Regions from separate parts of the Triticum aestivum genome. Here region 2 is linked to region 1. A link is a contact called in public Hi-C data. All regions are on one chromosome and are shown on one strand. Each heading gives the region's core, a stretch centred on a gene start, on an enhancer-like site or on the middle of the called end of the contact. The rest is flanking DNA. Distances are from core to core; before and after follow the strand shown.

The links. Hi-C and Micro-C count contacts between places; a contact is called where the count stands out from the background.
Region 2: a contact with region 1 is called in a Hi-C map of leaf, with 2.6 times the contacts expected there. The contact joins the promoter of LOC123062864 here to the enhancer-like site in region 1. A contact is called at or near these places in 3 of 5 Hi-C or Micro-C datasets (leaf and root).

The regions. Positions count from the first base shown.
Region 1 is chr3A:645,345,120-645,348,315 of IWGSC CS RefSeq v2.1, forward strand. No RefSeq gene overlaps it. Among protein-coding and RNA genes, the nearest start is that of LOC123062862, 21 kb to the left of the region's middle. Within about 2 kb of position 1,597, at least 7 of the 8 cell types and tissues checked have an H3K27ac peak or open chromatin away from gene starts, as enhancers often do. A contact at or near this core is called in leaf, where this site is marked.
Region 2 is chr3A:645,378,463-645,381,883 of IWGSC CS RefSeq v2.1, forward strand. LOC123062864 (beta-glucosidase 4) reads right to left here and starts at 1,876. Exons shown (of 14, transcript XM_044486548.1): 1 at 1,572-1,876; 2 at 314-380; 3 at 174-232; 4 at 1-12. The coding sequence starts at 1,652.

The sequences.
Region 1 (3,196 bases), core at 347-2,846:
TTCCAGGAAAAACTGTTCAAAGTACCCACATGTCACCGGCCAAAAATAACGGGGGGATTCCTCTTCCTGCTGTCAGCAACGGTCGTAAACTCAGAGCGAGAAAGCGAGTAATCATAAGTACACCCGGTCCTTGGATCGACCAATGGATGCATGCCTGTACAACTAGTAGTACAAAGTACGTACCGAAAGCTTCGTGCTTGTACAGTATGCGCTCAATTAACCCCAAAAGCAGAAGAAGGGAGCAGTACTGGCCGGCGGTATCACTACATGTGTGTGTACATGTACCGTGTCAATGTCATCACCACCACACTCGATTATTCCCCCGGTGGTATGCCAGCTGAAGGATCCGGGTTAGGTGTACGGTCGCCGATCGCCCGGTGTGTGTGTGTGTGCAACTCTGCGATACCTGTGGCGTCGTGCATGCATTATTGTTGCGGCATGGACCACGAACGGTACAGGCCGTGAATCCCATGGGTCTGTGTGTGTGTGTGTGTGTGATCATTGGACGTCTTGATAGCTAGCATGCCTAAGAAAAGGACAGCGGATGGAGGGGTGATCACTCTCGCTCCGAACGGCAACACGCACTATACCTACCTTGCCGAGCTTAAAGATGCATGTCCTCCGGTAATAATGCTGGATGCACGTACGTAGGTACTTCCCATTTAGTACTTCCCATTTCACATTTAGTACTAGATACGGAGGAGGAAGCGTCGGACCCGCACGCGCGTACATGCGTACATGTACATGAGTTACCAATATCAGGGGATGCAGCCCCTGGATGCATGTGGCTACGCCTGGCTCCGAGGGCAGCCCCTGGATGCATGGTCGCACTGTGGTTGCCGCGCACCGCACGGGCAACTTTTTTCTTTTCTTCAAGGGAGTCGAGCAGCACAGTTGTTGTACGTATATGTGCGACTGCGACTGTGGCCGAGTCGTTTTGGCGCGTGTGGAAGAGCACGTAGCAAGGGCCAAAGAGAAGCCGACGGCCGAGATTTCCAACCCAGGCTCAGCAACTGTTGACGGAGGTGGGGAGGAAAGCGTTGCCTCCGCGCGCCACCACCACACCGCACCACACTCTCTACTCCTTCCGCCACCGGGTGCCGCAGAGGATCCCGTCCGTCCAGGCATCTACCACGTCCCCGAACTGTACCTCGACCTGACCTTTCTCACGCGGCCCACGTTCTGACGTTGAGCGTATCGCACGGCGATCGGGGGGCACACTGCAGGCTGCCTTCGTCCGGCCGGTCAGTCTCCCACCAGAGATGAGATATTGAGATACTTACTACTACTACCGCCACCCGTCTCCGCCGCAGTTATCGATCATTCGCGACCGGCTCACCAAAGCTTTTAACCCGCCGCCGTAATCAATCATCCGCCGTTCACCATAGCTCGATGACCAACGGTAACTGCCAGCTGCTAGCTACACTGTGCAGCATCACGTCGGGCACGTGAGCCGATCAAAGCGCCGTACATATTTGCACGTTGTTCTCGTGGGAATATGTATTTCGCCCTCAAGTTTGTTGGTTTGCTTGCTTGTTTATTCTTGCATGGACATGGGTGGAGCGGAGGGCGGTCAATTCTCTCGGCCGCGCGGGCGTGCTTATTTGGCGCGAAGCCGGTGAGCTGTCCTCTTCGGTTTGGACGTGACAAGTACCGGTGAGCTGTGCGGTCCGCCGAGGGGAGGAACGAAAGCAAGGCCAACTCACGGTTTTATTGGTTCACCTGCATTCTCCGAAAATGCCTTTTGGAGGCTGAGCTCCATGGCATTGAAACAAGGGTTGTGGACGAAAAGGCAAGCCCACGGTTTTATTGTATTCTTCGGTTTTATTAGTTCATCCACCTTAAAATGAGGGCTTGCAAAGAAAAAGAAAAACAAATGTGAGGCTTTTCGACACATGATACTATTCATCCTCAAAGTCCATGAATTTGTCTTTTTTTTGCACAAATCGCATTCCAAGGTATTTCATCCTGATTTTTTTACACACATATACATTTCATCTCTCTCTACTTGCATATATTTTTCAGATTTTTTTGAAACCGAAAAGTTTGAATTTTAAAATTTTCAAAAAATAAAGTGCTGCATGGACCTCAGCCTCCAAAACGCCTCACTCCCTACTCTAATACAATGCACACATTGGTTTCACAAAAAGTCAAGTTTTCATTTATTTAAAAAAATTAATTGAGAAAATCACATATATATATCAATGATACGAAACACATATCACATGAAGGTGTATTTCATGATTAATCTTACTATGTCATTGATTTGTTATTCTAGATGTTGATATATGTTTCTATAAATTTTATCAATGCTTGCAAAGTTTGACTTATTTCTTTTCTTTTCAAAATCCGCTTTATACTATGAGATGGAGGAATATGTGATTTAGGCTCCGTTCGGAAGCTCTCCAGGAGCTGGCTTCCAAAAATCGCTCTGAGAAGCCGGCTGAACTGCTCCGCTCCGAGAGGCTGGCTCCGCGGAAACGAGTTCTAGGCAGTGCAAATATCGTGGAGATAAGGAGCAGCGCTGGCCCAGCTTCGCAAAAATCAGAAGCTGGAGTTCCTCAAAATTACGGTAGCAATGCAATTTACGAACTCATATACTTCAGCAGTGAAGAATATGGTATCAATTTCATCAGATCAATTTCATCAAGCAATAGAACAGATAAAGCAGTATGAGGACGTGAGAAATGAAAATTCATTTCTTCATGATTAGCTTGGGTCCTTTCCAGCACATTCAGGTCTCCAGCAAATTCTTCAGACGATTAAGTTTGTTTGGAGACCAGATCCTGCATAAGAGATTAGTTCTTTTTCTTCACCACCCACATCTGAAGGGGTGGCAAAGAGTTCATCATTCTGCGGGCTCCGTAAGAGAAAGGTGACATAGATGCCAATCCACTTCGTTTCACATAAGAGGGGTTAGGGTAAGCTTAAGAGTAAGCAGAGAAATTCTTCGAGGACTTATGAACATAATGATTTGAAGAATAATGCACATATCCATAATCCTTAGATCTTCCCTGTGAAACAGACGGTTAGCACGATGATGTTTATATGAGGACTTTGATCCTTTTGAGGAATTTGATCCATGTGAGGAGTTTGGTCCATATGAAGGAGAGCAGCTAAATGGCTCCCGAGCCCAGATGCTTCTGGAATCTGAGCGGTATGTGTTGGCTTGGGATTTGTGACGATTAATATTTTG
Region 2 (3,421 bases), core at 626-3,125, 34 kb after region 1:
CTCAATGTCTTCCTGTACCCAAAGAGTTCAAACAAGTAATTAGGGATCTAGGAAAAAAGGTAATACTGTACACACATATGCATCAAGGAGACAATCCATCTCAAGCAAGACAAAGAAACACTTTATTTTACAAGAATATAATAGTAATGCGATAGTTATGTCAATAATAACACCTTGTATCGATGGTAATGATCAACTGCAACTTCTCCAGAGGATCCGTCTAGGACACGTTCTGAAAAAAGCATTTCAATGTCAACTATCAGTTAAATTGATATATTTCAACAAATTAAAATAGGATCCAGATGAGACAAACCTTTGTTATCTGTAAATACATCCCATATGCTATCACCTTTGCCACCTTCATTTCTTGCCCCCTCAATCTGGATAGAAGGGAAAAGCCAAGGACATTACTTCACGGCTAGATGCATCTAGTTTTAGACAAAAGGAAGGAGGATAGATTCATAGATTACAAAAAACCTCATTTTTGTTTCTTTTATTACTTGGAATCAAGGAGATAAAACTGGTGAAACCTACAATTTGTCACCCAAGGACCCACACAAAATTCTAACAGTATGATGGTTCTCTCTTTCCTCCTCAAGGTGGGGGACACTCGTTTCCCAGCTTTCCTGTATAGTTCTTCTCTGTTCTCGTTTATGCTTTTGATTTGCTCTCTTTTTGTGTGTGTGTGTGTGTGTGTGTTTCTCAAAATTTGCTCGGTTTAGTTATATTTTGCTTCGTCTTTTGGCTGGCTCTACTCTTAACACATTTTTTGTCATTTCTTCTAATACGAAACAATGTGTGTTTCGACACGTGTCCGAGAGAAAACAAAAGCGGAGAACGTTTACGACAACATACGGATGGAAAATCCCCTATTCACTTCTCTACTTTGTCGGTTCAACTACGGCTTCTCTGCCAGTAGAGGAAAAGATCATTTCCTGTCAACCTTCCCTTCCCGTGTATATTTCTTCCTCTCCATCTCCCATTAAACAAATACCGCCTCCGTTCGCAAATAGTGCTCTACTTCTGACTTCCATGTCCATTATTCACAACAACTTGCCGATTCTCCATTCCTAAGATAAATTTCCCTGATAGATATTAAGTCTGTCCATATACATATGTTTGTAGTCAAAGAATTACAATTTGTTGATTAGTTTCCACTTTGCCGCTTCCCTTTTTTTTGGTCGAGATAAATTTACTGGAGGAGAGGGCGCTTGGTTCAACCGCATAAAAATCAGATATAGGAACCGCATGAATTTGCTTCTTCTATTCTTGGTGAAAGCAGAGGGGTCGTTGCTCGGTCACTGTCCTACTTCACTTTTTCAAAGATAAGTCGGCAACAGCATGAAGGCAGCGCAACCAAGCGAAAGTACACAGGCGTCGTTCGCGTGGGCTACCGGGCGAGCGCGACGCGCTGTCACACCACACGGCGGCGTGGGGGCGGAGCAGGGATCAGCAATCGGCAGCCAAGATGCGGCCGGTGACCCACCGGCCACCGCCACCACTCACCAAACTAAGAGTAGTACCGTAGTAACTGCTAGCACTGGTAGTACGAAGTGGCAGTCTGAACGGACCTGGTAGGCGGAGGTGGCGACGCCGAAGACGAAGCCCTCGGGGAAGTCGGCGCGGGTGACCTCGCCCGCCGTGCTCCCCATTCCCGGCGGGAGCGAGGGCGAGAGCGGCCGCGGAGGAGCAGCGGGCGTGGCGCTAAGCGTGACTTGATCCCGATCCGGCGCGGCGCGTGGGTGGGCGAAGGTTTGGGAGGCGCTGCGAGCAAGACTGAGGGGGTCCGGTCGGGTCGGGTCGCGTCGCGTAGATATAGGGGAGGGAGGGAGGGTGCGGCCGGGCCCGGCTAGTCCGCGGGAGAGCGGCCGCACACTGCAGTCGCTCTCTCTCTCTCTGCCTGCCGGTTTGGATCTGGGTTTCCAACTCACTCAAACCCACCAAACCACCCTCATGTGTCGAGTCAATCTTTTTTTTTTTGAAAAGATCAGATCTATTATAAAAATTCACAGGAAGTATAAAACACGTCAAACATAATAAAAAAATACATCGAGGTCCATGGACCACCGAACGACCATTGCCACCGCCAACGCGCCGCTGTCGCCGCTCCCATATCTCCATTACGTACGCACGACGAAAAACGCTAACCTCGCCGCCCCGAGGAGGTGGCAGGAATCTACACCGGAGCTCCATCTAATCCTTCCCAACGGATGAACTTAAGGAGAATCGAAGCCCGACAGACTGACTCGAAGAAGAAGCGCCGCTATCCGTCCAAACGCCGTCTCTGCGAGGACTAAAATCCTACCTATCTACTAGCCGGATCTGAGACACCAGAAATCCCCTCCCCGCCACCAGTCGCCGGAGCAGCAGGCGAAGGGGAGGCGAATTCACGGGCTCGCCGGTGAAGACCGAGCGGAGGAAGGCTTTCCCTAGCCGCTTTGCGAGAGCGGAAAGAAAAACTCGCACCTTCTCCTAGTCGAGCGCTTGATCTTCTTCGTCTTCTTTTTCTTCTTTGCGGGGTCGTTACATAAATAAATCTCCTTTGGGATTTGACACAAATATTATCTTACTCCCGTGACTAGAAAACCTAAACGGTGCACATGTCTAGCTATTAACCACAAAGTCAGTAGAGTCTGATAGGGTGTATAGCTGTAGAGGCAACAACAGGGCAATGTAATAGACATGAGAGAGATGAAGCCGCTGACACTAATTTTGTGGTGTTGGACTTTTTTTCTATTAGACCACCTGCACCAATGAAATACTAGAAAGAATCGGCTGCAAAAACTATTGCCAAATCTATCATGGCGCTAAGCCGGGCAAGCCACACAAGTGTCACCGTAGCATGTGGCGACAAGTCGTGGACAACAGGAATCCGCACGCGGGAAACAAGAACATGGTATACACGACACTTGCCGCCACGGGTTGTGGCGGCATGTGTCACTTCTGTGTGCGACACGATAGCTTTTTGTCGGATGGTGGGTGGCATAGTGTTTTTCTGTCGTTTTGTGCTGACGACAACTGATTCCTTTAAAGCAAAGCCATTTTTGTGTTTTTCATTCGACATGCTTTGATTATTAGCCCTCAAGTATGCTTCTTATGATGTTTTGGGCATTGGTGGGTTGTTTTGGAGACTCATTTGGAGCTTTTCGAGTATGATTTCTCACGATAAGTAAACTATAAGAAGTTGAAGATCATAGTGCGAGCTATGTAACACATGCAACATTTTACATGCATGTTGTAACATAGTTTGGTTATTGAGCTCGTAATTAGCTATGCGATGTCATATTACTTCGTTTTAGAATTGTTACCCAACAAGATATGTAGCATTTGTAGTTAAAAATTAAGATATGATGTAGTTTAAGAAGTTGTAGATCAATATTAGCTCTGCCATGTCGTGTTTTTCTTCTTCATATGAACAATG